2 separate regions of the Mus musculus genome follow, and region 1 is linked to region 2. The links are chromatin contacts, called in public HiChIP or PLAC-seq maps. All regions are on one chromosome and are shown on one strand. The core of a region is the stretch at or near the end of the contact, and the rest is flanking DNA. Distances in the headings are between cores, read along the strand shown. Region 1 overlaps Plekha1 (pleckstrin homology domain containing, family A (phosphoinositide binding specific) member 1). Region 2 holds the start of Btbd16 (BTB (POZ) domain containing 16).

Region 1 (2,700 bases), core at 175-2,674, 110 kb after region 2:
TTTATATATGTGGAAAGTAGAGGTAAAGAAAGTAGAAGGGGTCGGGGAAGAAGAGAAACAGTGTGGAACAGGATCCTGGGGTGTGATACTTAATCTTGATTGTCAAGTGGATGGAACCACCATGAAAACAACTCTGTAACAGAGGTGGGAAGATCATCCTAATGTGGGTAGTCTATTACATGTCAGTCATCATTCTCTGCTTCCTGACTGCATACGCAGTGTGGCCCACCACCTCCTCTTCCGGGTACCATGCCTTCCTTCCCTGCTGTGATGGACAGTGTCACCCGGTATTCAAAGCCAGAGTAAACCCTTCCTTCTTTAAATTGCTTTGTCAGATATTTTGTTGTTGCAGTGAGGCAGTAACTAAAACATGGAGCAAGAGAAGGGTCCAGGGAGCGTGGACATACTCCCTGGCACAGTGAGACCTCTTGGCTTTTACAATTAATGGGCATTAATAAATGGAGAAATTTAGAGTGTGTTAAGAGAATCAGTGGTAGGTCAAACAAGATTGCCATCCTCTCTCTCTCTACGTTATAGTGATAGAAGGGACAGAAGTTAAGATTGACCAATTGGTATAAAAAGGGACCATTGAAGTTTAAAGAAAAAGGTACTTTGGGGGCAGAATTAATGTTAATGTTTAAGTTCTTTGCTCTCTTCAGTGTGTAAGAGTGACTTTGTCCTGCAGGTTGATGTTTAGAGCAGTATCTGATGGCAGCCACATGTATCCAATAAGGGAAGCTGTTGTGAACAGACTGAAGTTAGCAACTCAAGAGGCCTACAAAGAAACTCTTGTGAAAATTAGACATTCTCTGCAGATTAGAATTACAGTTACTAAATAAGAGAATGCTTCAGAACCTTGTGATTGAAAGATGTCAGGGCCCATCAACTAACAGAGAACTTTGATAGTTCGAGAGAATAGTATAAACTCACCATCCATAGTCATTGGGCCTAGTTAGAACAGTGATTTTAGTTGATGTCAAAGAGTAAGATGAGCTTCTTGTTAGTCCTTCTGATGGTTTGATAGTCATTCTAAGTGGCAGCATATCTCTAATTACCTAGATACAGTGGGAACGAGAAATACTCCAACCTTACCTTTGATAATGGGAGGGGATTTGAGCAGGTGATACCCAGTGTATAAATATGGAAGCAAACGGAGGAATGGTAGCCAAGTTTGCAGAGCAGAGAAAGACCAATGAAGAGCTAGCCATTTCAGTGTCCTGTCCCACCTTTCTCTAATAGGCTTAGGTAATGGGGCTTGTTTCAGGGACTGGGGGAAGCTACAGTGAGGGGGGACTAAGAACAGGTTCTTTGTTCAGATGTCTTTAGAACAACAGCAACAACAAATAGCCTCTAGTCTCTGTCTCCATCTGGCTCATGTGGGCAGCCACCCTTCCCCCAGCCCAGCAGGGAATGGGATGTGTGGTGTCTCCCGAAATAGAAACTAACACTAATCCCAGAGAAGGGAAGGAATGAGGCACGAAACTGGAAAGGAGGATTAAAGGAGAATCTGAATACTGAATGCAGCCCAGTCCGTGCAGCCCCAGGGAACCTGCAGCCAGCTGCTGCCAGTGATGGGTGGGTAGAGCCATCTCAAGATGCTGACATCTGGATATTTCCACTAGGAGAGCTTGCTGACAGTGAGTGAGCTGTGCAAGGTCGCAACCCCACAACCCAAGTGGGACAACCAGCCTTTTAGTCTTCTTTTAAGATAGTAACAGATGGGCCAGGTTACTTAGTGTCTGAGGAGAGTTATCAGACAGAAAAAGAAACAAGTAATGTAAAACTCAGGAGGAAAAAAAATTTAAAAAGAAACAAAAGGGGAATCAGCAGAAGCTAAAAATGGTAACAGAGAAAGCTGTGTGACAGTCTTACTTATAAACCTTCAGTCTCAGCACTCAAGAGGGTGGCAGGTCCCAGGCCAGCCTGGGCTACATACTGAGCCACTTTCTCAAAATTTAATTAATTAATTGAGGAAGAGAAAATGGGGGATGTGAGAAAGGGCCTAACGTGGCCACACCTGAGCCACAGCCATTTATGGACCATGAGAGAATTAATAGTAAAAAGGAGTCCGATAAAAATGTACTCAGGCCGGGCGTGGTGGCGCACGCCTTTAATCCCAGCACTCAGGAGGCAGAGGCAGGCGAATTTCTGAGTTCGAGGCCAGCCTGGTCTACAGACTGGACAGCCAGGGCTATACAGAGAAACCCTGTCTCGAAAAAACCAAAACCAAAAAAAAAAAAAAAAGTACTCAGATGAAAAGGCAGGAACCAGACCAGCCTCTGACACTATGAGACTCTCGCTTAAAAGGCTTGGCAGCCTGACGGGTCCTGACTTTGTGTTTGTAGTAGTCAACGCTCTCTCTTCCTTTCCCGATCTGCCCTCTTTCCTGCGTGTTATACGCACCTCTTTCCAGTAATTCACGCTCTTTGGAAATCCGAAGATGGTGATAGAGAGGAATACTGTGTCCACTTCTTCTCACTGTCGCTGTTTCTCTGGGAAAGGTGATTGATTCGTACTTGAGGAGATAGGACTCAGACTGTCCTGGAGCCCTGGATCAGCTATCAGCTGTGCTGATTCCTGGCTTCTTAGTTTGTAGCAGATGTCTGTGCCCTTCTTGTCAGAAATAAAAGCATGTGAGATTTTGCTCAAACCACAAGTTATGCCAAGAGTGGCAGGTTTTTTGTTTGTTTTAGTTTTTGG
Region 2 (2,700 bases), core at 82-2,581:
CCTCTCTGTCTTCATAAGCTGGCTCTATATGGGGAAGTCCTTTGCCAACCACACTCAGTACTCACTGTGGCCTCACAGCACATTTCTGGAAATGTATCTTTGCCTGAGCATGCACACACGGCCTCGCCATCAGAGGAGCTGCTCTGTTCCCTGTAGGAACTTGCTCACCTTCTCCCTCTGGGAGACTAAGCAGGTGCTGTCAGAAGCCAGTCCCTCAGGATCCAGAACACACCAGGTGGGGCAGAAAGCAGCCCCCTGAACATTGGCCTAAGGCTGGCATGGTGGCTCTGCCTCCCACCCTTCTGTTTCCCTCCCATAGGGGTGGGTGGACAACATCGCCAGCAAGTGGATGCCACCAGGTAGAACTTGCAGGGAAAGCAGCTAGACTTCCTGTGACATTGCTTGTGGCCAAGGCCACATGAAGTCCATGCTAACTCCAGCGATTCAAGAAAGTTTCCATTTCTGTGCATTTGACTTTGGCTTACAGCTCAGCTCTGGAGCGATCCATGGCGCAATCTAGCGGGGAGCTGAAGGCTTCTAAACCAAAGGCTTCAGAAAGGGATCAATACAATCAAGGTCAAATGTTGGGCTCAGGGGTGGTAAGGACTGTGGCTCCCTGGGACACTTTCCCAGTGTGGCCAATAGGAGGCGCTCAGGGGTTGTCTTTTAGCCAGTAGCCCCAGTAGTACCAGAAATAGTATCCAGAGGGCAGGTATGATATCAGGAGGGTCAGGTTCTTGTATTTCAAACACCTTAATTCAAATCCTGTGTTAAGCCTCTATTGGAGAGAAAGTTTACATAGGGGAAGTCTGAGGTAAAGGGAAGGGCAGAAGTAACAGGGCAGACCTGTACTTCAGAGCTTTCGCTGAGGCACCTCCTTCCACACACACTATCACGCCATCATCGTGGCACTGGGCTAGGAGGGAAGCGACAGACCAGACTCCAGGTTGGAGAGCAGACAGTGTGTATCTGGTGGTATGGGAAGTGCGGCAAAGGCTCTCCAAGTGTGTGTGTGTAGCTCGCTCCCCTGCAAAGGAACATAGCCCAGTTGCAGGTTTGCACTTTGAGACCCTAATGTCTGTCAGAGGGCTGGCTACACTACCCACCACTTTCTCCCACATCAAGAGACACAGTTATCAATAAGACACATTATCAATAAGGCACAGGAATGGGGGAGGGGATACACACACACAAAAAATATTAATGTAGAATTAATTAAGGCTAATTTTGGACATGGAATTCAAATTACTTTTGTTGCGAAAATATTTTGGCAGCCAGGCATGGTTATGCTAGTGACAAACTGTTTTCTGATAGCCCTGTCACCCCTCAGCAGAAAGCCTGAAGCCTCAAGCTGAGATAACACCAGAACCCGGAACAGGAAGTCCTTAGAATCTGACTGCTGTTGCCATGGTACCCACAACTACCCCCAGGAAGCCAAAGGCAGGCTCCCCCAGCAAAGCATCGCCGTAGGAGAAGGGGTGAGCCCCAGGTGTCATGAGAGCGTTCAAGATTCAGGCTCAGAAGGTGCCCAGCCTCCAACTCTCCCTTGGTTCCGAGACCAGTGCAACCAGCACCCCTCTGCTTCACTCTCAACCTCTGTGACCGTCCCCGTGGGCAGCAGGACTGCAGAACTGTAAGTGGGACTGGTACCTCATCCACAGCCGAGACCAAGGGGTCACCCAGTGATGGGAGCTGTTTGCACATAGCTCCACCAGGGCAAGGAGGCATTTCAGAGGTTCCTGGCTGGGAGCTGAAGGAGGGTCACAGACAGCTTCCTCACCAGAGGACCAAGGGAGCAACAACTAAAGCCCACAGAGGGCACAGCTCCCAGTGAGACAAAAATAAAAATACATTTCAGTGCTACTAAGATACTCCTGGGGTTCAAGGTCAGCCAGGAAGACTCTTGTGTAAAAGAAACAGGAGCTAGAGCCAGGCATGGTGGCGTAGGCCTTTAATCCCAGCACTCGGGAGGCAGAGGCAGGTGGATTTCTGAGTTCGAGGCCAGCCTGGTCTACAAAGTGAGTTCTTCTCTACATAGAGAAACCCTGTCTCAGAAAAAAAGGAAGAAAGGAAAGAAAGAAAGAAAGGAAAGAAAGAAAGAAAGAAAGGAAAGAAAGGAAAGAAAGAAAGAAAGGAAAGAAAGAAAGAAAGAAAGGAAAGAAAGGAAGGAAGGAAGGAAAGAAAGAAAGAAAGAAAGAAAGAAAGAAAGAAAGAAAGAAAGAAAGAAAGAAAGAAAGAAAGAAAGAAAGAAAGAAAGAAAGAAAGAAAAGAAAGAAAGAGGAGCTAGGCAGCCACCTCTGAACTGAAATGACCTTTTTTTCTATGGAGGGCCCTGGCAGGAACATTTCTTCATATGCTGACCAGCTCTGTATGAAGTCTGCCTGGAACCCACTCCTCTCTCCTTAGAAGCTTCTGGGCCACGATGAAGATGCAGAGCTCATATGTGGAAAGTTGGCCAAGGGTTTTAGCTGGAGAGGTGCAGGGTCCCTCTGACTTCTGTGTGAAAAACAGGTCAGAGAAGCAGCTATGATTCCAGCCATGAACAAAAGTATGTGTGTGTGGAGGGGGCAGTGTGTGTGTGTGTGTGTGTGTGTGTGTGTGTGTGTGTGTGTGTGGTGTGTGCTATGTGCTGTGTGGTGTGGTGTGTGTGTGCTATGTGCTGTGTGTGTGTGTGTGAGATGTGCAGTGTGGTGTGTGGTA

Evidence for each region. HiChIP or PLAC-seq counts read pairs in DNA pulled down with a chosen protein or histone mark.
Region 1: an H3K27ac HiChIP or PLAC-seq map of epiblast stem cells shows a contact between it and region 2, with 2.7 times the contacts expected there. The contact joins the enhancer-like site here to the promoter of Btbd16 in region 2. A contact is called at or near these places in 13 of 39 promoter capture datasets (3T3-L1-derived adipocytes, cancer-associated fibroblasts, cranial neural crest and 8 more), 3 of 15 datasets of contacts at CTCF or cohesin (CD8 T cells, the NIH/3T3 cell line and pro-B cells), 8 of 484 Hi-C or Micro-C datasets (the AML12 cell line, the C2C12 cell line, the NIH/3T3 cell line and 4 more), 9 of 115 datasets of contacts at active chromatin or transcription factors (Th17 cells, bone marrow-derived dendritic cells, embryonic stem cells and 4 more) and 4 of 9 other capture datasets (adipose tissue, embryonic stem cells, liver and 1 more).

The regions. Positions count from the first base shown.
Region 1 is chr7:130,886,742-130,889,441 of GRCm38.p6, forward strand. All of the region lies in intron 4 of Plekha1 (pleckstrin homology domain containing, family A (phosphoinositide binding specific) member 1), which reads left to right. Among named protein-coding and RNA genes, the nearest start is that of Gm5602, 14 kb to the left of the region's middle. Within about 2 kb of position 1,425, at least 50 of the 459 cell types and tissues checked have an H3K27ac peak or open chromatin away from gene starts, as enhancers often do. A contact at or near this core is called in epiblast stem cells, hippocampal neurons and neural stem cells, where this site is marked.
Region 2 is chr7:130,772,738-130,775,437 of GRCm38.p6, forward strand. Btbd16 (BTB (POZ) domain containing 16) reads left to right here and starts at 1,332. Exons shown (of 16, transcript NM_001081038.2): 1 at 1,332-1,633.